Linked DNA regions of Mus musculus: all the other regions are linked to region 1. A link is a contact called in public Hi-C and HiChIP or PLAC-seq data. All regions are on one chromosome and are shown on one strand. Each heading gives the region's core, a stretch centred on a gene start, on an enhancer-like site or on the middle of the called end of the contact. The rest is flanking DNA. Distances are from core to core; before and after follow the strand shown. Region 1 overlaps Nmnat2 (nicotinamide nucleotide adenylyltransferase 2). Region 2 overlaps Ncf2 (neutrophil cytosolic factor 2). Region 3 overlaps Npl (N-acetylneuraminate pyruvate lyase).

The links. Hi-C and Micro-C count contacts between places; a contact is called where the count stands out from the background. HiChIP or PLAC-seq counts read pairs in DNA pulled down with a chosen protein or histone mark.
Region 2: a contact with region 1 is called in an H3K27ac HiChIP or PLAC-seq map of embryonic stem cells, with 9 read pairs. The contact joins two enhancer-like sites. A contact is called at or near these places in 1 of 39 promoter capture datasets (the C10 cell line), 1 of 15 datasets of contacts at CTCF or cohesin (the NIH/3T3 cell line), 1 of 484 Hi-C or Micro-C datasets (embryonic stem cells), 8 of 115 datasets of contacts at active chromatin or transcription factors (embryonic stem cells, epiblast stem cells, large pre-B cells and 1 more) and 3 of 9 other capture datasets (adipose tissue, embryonic stem cells and liver).
Region 3: a Hi-C map of embryonic stem cells shows a contact between it and region 1, with 2.3 times the contacts expected there. The contact joins two enhancer-like sites. A contact is called at or near these places in 5 of 484 Hi-C or Micro-C datasets (CD8 T cells, differentiating embryonic stem cells and embryonic stem cells) and 2 of 115 datasets of contacts at active chromatin or transcription factors (embryonic stem cells and extraembryonic endoderm stem cells).

What each region holds. Positions count from the first base shown.
Region 1 is chr1:153,091,090-153,093,805 of GRCm38.p6, forward strand. All of the region lies in intron 7 of Nmnat2 (nicotinamide nucleotide adenylyltransferase 2), which reads left to right. Among named protein-coding and RNA genes, the nearest start is that of Lamc2, 94 kb to the right of the region's middle. Within about 2 kb of position 1,417, at least 133 of the 459 cell types and tissues checked have an H3K27ac peak or open chromatin away from gene starts, as enhancers often do. A contact at or near this core is called in adipose tissue, differentiating embryonic stem cells and embryonic stem cells, where this site is marked.
Region 2 is chr1:152,808,705-152,811,404 of GRCm38.p6, forward strand. Ncf2 (neutrophil cytosolic factor 2) reads left to right here. Exons shown (of 16, transcript NM_010877.5): 3 at 2,214-2,296. Among named protein-coding and RNA genes, the nearest start is that of Ncf2, 9.9 kb to the left of the region's middle. Within about 2 kb of position 1,352, at least 77 of the 459 cell types and tissues checked have an H3K27ac peak or open chromatin away from gene starts, as enhancers often do. A contact at or near this core is called in adipose tissue and embryonic stem cells, where this site is marked.
Region 3 is chr1:153,500,936-153,503,635 of GRCm38.p6, forward strand. Npl (N-acetylneuraminate pyruvate lyase) reads right to left here. Exons shown (of 12, transcript NM_028749.1): 12 at 2,081-2,622. The coding sequence ends at 2,438. Among named protein-coding and RNA genes, the nearest start is that of Dhx9, 15 kb to the left of the region's middle. Within about 2 kb of position 1,301, at least 68 of the 459 cell types and tissues checked have an H3K27ac peak or open chromatin away from gene starts, as enhancers often do. A contact at or near this core is called in differentiating embryonic stem cells and embryonic stem cells, where this site is marked.

The DNA.
Region 1 (2,716 bases), core at 167-2,666:
CTTCCCAGGGTTCCAGAGTGAAAGGCAGGTGGGAAACCCAAGTGCCTGCAGCTGGAAAGGCATGGCGGAGGCAGGCAGGAGTGGAGTTGGAGGCCGAAGATGATGAGGAGGGTCAAGTTGGTGGATGTCTAGAAGGAGAGGCAATTTGGTATCCAACCAGATCGGATTTAACTTCTAAAGATGTGTCAGATACCTTGTGGATACTCTTCTGAGGGAGCACTCGGGTTTGGGCTCCTGCTGTGATCTTAAGATGGCTGGTGTGTCTAAGTACCATGATAACCAGCAGATGTGATAACGTTTTGAGATGTAGTCGTGCCTGGGCTATTCCTGTTGCTTTCCTAGAACTATTTGTAAAATGTTGACAACTGGTTACTAATTGGCAGAGGCATTAGTGAGAATGGAGTGCAGTTAGCACACAGTTAGACTTCGTTGAACCAAAGCAACTCAAGAGCCTCACCTCTTATTTACCTTTTAGACTTTAACATCCTTTACACATCAGCTTGTCAGCTCTGAAGTCTCCAGGAGAGTGGGCACCTGGCTTTCTGGCCAATCGCCACAAAGCAAGCAAGTTCTGTAAGCCCAGAGGATCCAAAGGCAAAGCAGCCAGCGCTGAGTTCAAAGCTCTAAGCTCTAAGCTCTAAGCTCTGCATCCCTGCAGTCCCCTGTAGGAACTGTCACCCTGCTGCCTGTCTCAGTCCAGCAGAGCTCAGAACAGTCCTAGGATTTTTCAGTGTAATTTGTCTTTTCCCCGCCCCGAGAGCTTGAATTAGGCTCTGCTGTCTCTGCTGGGGGAAATCCCCTCTGGCTCCCCAGTCTGGCTAGCCTCCTCTGACTGCTTTTGCTTTCTGGAAGGGAAAGGGATCCCCGTGTCTGACAGGGAGGGATAATGAAGAATTCTTGGCTTCTGAAAAGGAGAGCCATGATGCCCCTGCTGACAGACAGACTCCAGGTTCACAGCAATACAGGTGGCAGCTGCCTCCGTGTACCGTGGGAACTGGGATGGGCCACTGGGCTACACATAGCTGGAATTCCTGAGCAGGGAGTGTGGAGGGAGAGTACTGGCCCTGACTGCTGGCCCTGGGTCAAGATGACCAGCGGAGGGAGGCAGACCCAGTGGAGGGCAAAGTGAGTAAGTCCTGCAAGGCCCTGGTACTCACAGGCTCCTTGCACACCACAAGGAAAATCCATCTTTTTTTTTTTTTTCTTTCCTAGCATCAGTGAGCCCATTCTGTTTTCAGCAGTTGGTTGCTTCCCTCATGGCTTTCCCAGTTCAAGGGCTTGTGGACTGGAAATATGGAAATCACTGCTGCCCTCCAGTGGCTTCATGTGGGACCACAGACTCTACCAGGGCCATTACCAATAAGCACATCTGCACTGGTCCCGGGCGTGGGGCGGGGTGGGGTGAGTCAGAGGTTTCACTCTGCCTCTCTGGGCTTTAGCCTATTTTTTTTTTAAGTCTCATATTATTCTTAGGCAAGAGTGTGAGTCCTAGCATAAGAATGGAAATCCCAGTTCAGGGTCTTCAGCCTTGGTGTTGCCAGCATTTAGGGGCAGGCATTGTGTGTTGTGGAGCTGCCCTGGGCACAGTAGGATGCCACTTAGCAGTGTCCAATCCACCAGATGCCAGTGACACAGTTCTCCTCTTCCCAAGCATGACATTCAGACATTGTGAAATCGCCCTTAAACTGTCCGGGGGCTATCTCTCAGGCAGCCCTCTTAGCTCTGCAACCACATCAATTGCTGGCCTAACTACTCACCATGTCTGAGTCCCCTCTGGGTGCCAGTCACTGCCAGGCCCTGGGGGTAGAAAGACAAATTAAGGTTCTGTGCCAAAGAGATAACATAAGCTCTCAGTCTTCATTGTGTTCCCTGAGGGAAGAACCAGAGACAATGAGATAGATGCTGGCTACTTTCTTCTGACAATGAGATAGATGCTGGCTACTTTCTTCTGCCTCAATCCCATCTAGAGACTCTCAGGGGCAAGCTCAACATCTGAAAGCCTTTGCCCAGCCCTGGGGTGTACGTCAGGCAAAGCCCCCGGGCTCTTAGGGACCATGGTAGCAGCCGTGTCTGGAAGACTAGTGGTCAGCTCTGCACAAGCGGTCTCATTGTCTCAGATACAACACGCTGGATAAGGCAGAAACCTGGGCAGCCTAAGATGTGCACTAAGATGTAGGACACTCTGAGGAATGTCAAGAATCTCTAGATTCTTTTCCTGTCACTCAGTTGAATCTCACCATTTGCTACCAATTTTAAATGACAATGAGCCTCAATGGGATAATTCAAATTGGGCTTAATGAGGAGGAGGAAAAAAAAAAAAAAAAAAAAGCAAGACAGGCATGGAGCACCACGGGTAAAGGGGAGGTGGCCCCAGCCTTGCTTCCTGAGCCCTTTGCTGAAGGCTACGTCCTCAGAAAGAGAGCGCACAGTTGATCAACTGGGATACTCCATCTTCACAGTCAGAGGTCTCCCTCCATCCCATCCCTGCCGTGTTAGCACTTGTTGAAGGAGGCCCACTCTAGGTGGAGAGAACACAGAAATAAGTGCCTGTTATCCAGCCCTAGGGAGGCTGAGACAGGAGGGTCCAAGAGTTCAAACCTCAGCTATATAGCAAGTTTGAGGCCAGCCTAGGCTACAGTCTCAGAAAGGAAGGGTGGGAAAAGGAAAGTAACAGTGGGGTGGGGGAGGGGCTCCGAGTCCTTATGCCAACGTATGT
Region 2 (2,700 bases), core at 102-2,601, 280 kb before region 1:
TTTTTGTTTTTTGTTTTGTTTGGGACAGGGTTTCTCTGTATAGCCCTGGCTGTCCTGGAACTCACTTTGTAGACCAGGCTGGCCTCAAACTCAGAAATCCGCCTGCCTCTGCCTCCCGATCAGCATCTTTTTAAAATACTTTTTCTCTGGCCCGGAGTTGAACATGCTCGATTCTCTTTATTTTATTTTGATTTTTCTCTGTGGAGACCTGGTTATCCTAAAACACAGTCTACAGATCAGGCTGGTTTTGAACTCACAGAGATCCGCCTGCCTCTGCTTCCCAAGTGCTGGGATCAGAGGTGTTCAACATGACCAGCAGGCCTCTTGATTGCTTAGGTGTGTGTGTGTGTACATGTGCGTGTGTGATGTGGGTGGGGGTGGCTACGTATGTCATGACGCACATGTGTCAATCAAAGGACGACTCTGTGGAGTTCCCTCCTTCCATTTTGACCTGGATCCAGTGACCGACCCCAAATCTCTGAGATTGCACAGCAAGTGCCTTTGTCTGCTGAACTCGATCTCACAGCTCCGCGGGAGCTTCACCTGCTTCTTGTTGTTGTTGTTGTTTTCTAGGAAGGGTCCCTGTCTTAGTCAGGGTTTCTATTCCTGCACAAACATCATGACCAAGAAGCAAACTGGGGAGGAAAGGGTTTATTCGGCTTACACTTCCATCCTGCTGTTCATCACCAAGGAAGTCAGGACTGGACCTCAAGCAGGTCAGGAAGCAGGAGCTGATGCAGAGGCCATGGAGGGATGTTCTTTACTGGCTTGCTTCCATTGGCTTGCTCAGCCTGCTCTCTTATAGAACCAAGATTACCAGCCCAGAGATGACACCACCCACAAGGGCCTTTCCCCCTTGATCACTAACTGAGAAAATGCCTTACAGTTGGATCTCATGGAGGCATTTCCTCAACTGAAGCTCCTTTCTCTGTGATAACTCCAGCTGTGTCAAGCTGACACACAAAACCAGCCAGTACAGTCTCTTATTGGCCCAGATCTTGCACATTCGGTTCAGCTGGCTAGAAAGCCTGTCTCTGCCTCCCCAGCGCTAAGATTAGAAAGGATGTGATGTGACTCCACCCTTGTTGGTTTGTTTTGGTTTTGGTTTGTTTGTTTGTTTGTTTTTAAACTTGGACTCTGTAGGCTGTGAGGCTTGTGAGGCCAGCATTTTACCTACAGAACGTCTCCCCAGCCTCCACCACCTCCAAAGAACCAGTTCACACTGGTTCATCCTCTGACCAGCCAGTGAAAAAACACATCCACATCCTGACAGGAGGAGAGGAAGGTACTGGATAGGCTCAGACTCTTCCGGTCAGCAAGCAGATGGTGCAGAGCACGGCCCCCATCCAGCCTCCGCCTGGAGGGAGGAATGCCTCCTCCTACTTCCCTCAGGGGTGCGGCTGCATCCTCAGAGCTGAGAGCTGTGGAGACAAACGGAGGCAGCTCTCCCAGACAAGGCTCTGCCATAGGCCCTGGATGCTTATAACCTGGCCTGGACCAAAGGCCACCTCACACCTTCAGATCCCTGACTTCTACCCTTACTGGTCAAGATCTTTCTTTCCATTTTTCTGTCACCAGGCCTCTCATCTCATCTGTCATAGTCTTTCTGTTTAATCCAATATGAATAATATTATATATGTTTTCTTACTTGTTATTTAGTGATATAAATGATCACACAATAAATTTGTATCAAGAAAATGCAATATACATTCTAACTATATCACTATTATTTTATTTTTATTATTAATTTTTTTAATTAATGTGAGCGGTTATTTTGATGGCATGCTTGTTTTGACAACATGTGCGTACCTGATTCTCAAGGAGGCCAGAGAGGCCATCAGAGCCCGTAGAACTAGAATTTCAGATGGTTGGGAGCCACTATGTGGGTGCTGGGAAGTGTAGGTTGTGAGCCACTATGTGGGTGCTGGGAAGTGTATATAGGTCCTCTGGACGTGCAGCAAGCACTCTTATCTGCTGAGCCATCTCTCTGTCCCCATCACTTATTTTACAGAGGAAAACAAGGAGGTTCAAGAAGATTAGGTAATTTACCACAGGCTATGCAAAGAGGAAATAACACCCCAGGGCATTTTGATCCAAGATCTCTGTACCCCGGGGCCAGTTTTGTCACCTTGAATTGCCGAATCATTATGACACAAGTCTTGCCTCTCCCTGGCAATACTCTGACACTTCCTTATGGACCCTTCCTCCTGCAGGCCTTCACCAAAAGCATCAACAGAGACAAGCACTCTGCAGTGGCCTACTTCCAGAGAGGAATGCTCTACTACAGAATGGAGAAGTAAGTGGTCCGCTGCCACTCAGGCTGTGGGAGCGTGACAGCGCCTGATGGATCGGGCTTTCTTCTGTAGTCTTGGTATTCAATCAGGACCTCCAGCTTTTGTGGGTAGGAAGGCTGGCTTGCTTTCTCTAGGCAGTTATGCAAGGAGTAGTAAGCAAGAGGCTTTTCTGGGAAGGGGAGGCAAGCCTGACCTCATTGTAAGTAAGTCATCATTAGCGCACAGCGGCAAGGAGCCTGAAACAGCCACTGGCTGGTTGTTTGGCTACCCAGCCCTCTCAACAATGTCCTTAATGAGGACGTTCACTGTGCTTCTCTGTGCGGGACTGAGCAGTCCCAAGACAAGGCTCATCATGAAAGCGAATCAATCCTGGCTTCACCCATGCTGAATGTGTTTGCAAAACCCA
Region 3 (2,700 bases), core at 51-2,550, 410 kb after region 1:
ACACACCAGAAGAGGACGTCAGATCTTGTTACGGATGGTTGTAAGCCACCATGTGGTTGCTGGGACTTGAACACTGGACCTTTGGAAGAGCAGTCGGGTACTCTTACCCACTGAGCCATCTCACCAGCCCGGCCACCATGTCTTATCACGACCATATAAAAGTAACTAAGACGGGTAGGTGAAATGATCTGGAGTTTACAGTGCCTGCCACAAAGCCTGACAACCCGAGTTGGATTTCCAGAACCTGTACATTAGGAGAGAACCAACGACTCCAAGCTGTTCTCCAATTCCCGCATACACTAAACAAACAAACAAACAAATGGAATTTAAAGATTCAAACAAAAAGTAAGGCAAGATACCTTGTTGAAGAGTCCTATTTTTGAGCCGGGTATGGTGGCGCACGCCTTTAGTCCCAGCACTCGGGAGGCAGAGGCAGCCTGGTCTACAAAGTGAGTTCCAGGACAGCCAGGGCTATACAGAGAAACCCTGTCTTGAAAAACAAAACAAAACAAAACAAAACAAACAAACAAACAAAAAACCAGTCCTATTTTTGGCAGTGTAAGTTTTTTTGGTTTGGTTTGGTTTTTTGTTTTGTTTTTTAGTTAAGTCTAATTGGGACTTTGGTGAGATAGTGACTTCTTCACCTCTTTGCCGAAGCAGAGAAGTTCATTTTGTCAAAGACCAGGATTCAGAGGGCCATGGCAAGATTCCATCTTGAGAAGGAAGTAGGACTGAGCAGCCCTAGGGGCCTGATTCAAGGGACTCTCCCAAGAGCTAGAGCCTCTGGTCAAGCTGCCAGGCTTGCAGAGGAAGGACGACAGCTGCAGGAGGCAGAACGCAAAGACCAGATGTGGACAGATGAAGCTCAGGGGACAGCTTGGCTCTGGTAGTAAAGGCTACCCACGGTGGTAGGGCCCACTCCTTGTGGCCAGCAGCTGAGCAGGTGACTCAGAGCAACCTTGCAGTAAGAGCCCTGAGCCTGAAGTCAGCCAGCTGAGAATCTAATCCTCGACAGGGCAAAGATCATGGATGTTGAAATAAGAATTCTTGAATGTCTGACTTCCCTAACTACCCCCCTCCAGCAGGGTTAATGCTGAGCTGGGTTTGCAAGCAGAGGCTGTTCCTTCTGTACAGATCTCAGGCCTGCACTTAGTTCCCAGAAGACCACTGCCCTCCCCCCACCCACCCCGGCTAGACAGGATGGGGTGGGGGTTGTATAAACTGGGGAGTTTCTAGGAGTGTGAGGAAAACCTGCTCAGCCCACAGACTGCAAGGCTTAGTGTGGCCAGAAGAGGCTCCTGGTGTGCAGAGGGAAGTTCCTAAAAGGAAGACATCTGACTCAGCACCAGTCCAGGAGACTCCACTGTCAATGAACCCCTCTCAATTTGGCAGAGTCCTATTTTAGAGGATCTAGAAAGACGCGACTCAAATACTGTCTTTTTTTGTTGTTGTTGTTTTTTTTGTTTGTTTGTTTGTTTGTTTTTCGAGACAGGGTTTCTCTGTATAGCCCTGGCTGTCCTGGAACTCACTCTGTAGACCAAGCCGGCCTCGAACTAAAAAATTGACCTGCCCCTGCCTCCCGAGTGCTGGGATTAAAGGCATGCGCCACCACACCTGGCCAATACTGTCTTAATTACTTTATGTTCCTGTGACAAAATACCATGACTGGAGCAACTTCTACAGGAAAAATGTTTACTTGGGCTTATGGTTTTAGAGTTAAGAGTCCCTGATAGCTGGGTAAAAGTGTGGCAGCAGCAACAGCTGAGAGTTCACAGCCTGACCCACAAGCAGGTCTCAGGAGTGCAAGCCAGGCCTGGTGACTCACTGTCTCTTTCTGTTGTCTGCGGATCCAAATGTAGAAATCTCAGCTCTTTCTCCGGTCCCATGTCTGCCTGGATGCCGCCATGATTCCTGCCATGACAATAATGCGCTAAATCTCTGAACTGTAAGCCAATCTCAACTAAATGCTTTTCTTTGTAAGAGTTGCTGTGGTCACGGTTTCTCTTTGTGGCAATAAAACCCTAACTAAGACAATACTCAAATTATAAACCTTTGAAACAAGATTAAGACAATAAGTGCTCCCAAAAGGCAGGTGAAATTTATTCAGCAATAATATAACCAATGTAGCAATTAATATAGTGATATGAATTATATTAATTAATGTAATTAATTAATAATTGTAATTACTATTACAATTTTCACTTGGTTCCATTGCATCTGTATAAGTAGAGATTTCTCTATAATAATTTTACAAAATGAATGACTTAGAGCTTGTGACTCCTTTATAACAAAAAAGTTTAGGTTCATAATCAATATTTGATTGGTGTGGGATTCTACTTCCTAAAATAAAGATGGGTTCAAATTCACCTAAAAAAGTCCCTGAGAAAAGAATGTACTATTGAAGATAGATAAGTCTAAGCTTACACACCCAGACTTATCAGGCACTAGCTAAAGGCTTCCCCTCCTTTACACTAGGGGAAGAAAGGAAATCCAGGCTCTTTAGCTTGGCCTCAGCCTTAGCAGTAAACTCCTGGGTGGCTTTCTGCAGAGGAAGCCGGGGTGGGCCCATTGGAATCCCAGAGACCAGCGTCATGATGGCTTTGGTTTGCGACACTCCAAAACCTAGATGGGAAAAACAAAGGGTGAGATGTATCCTGTACTGCCCACTTCCCCACAAACATCCCAAAGAAGAGTAAGGCT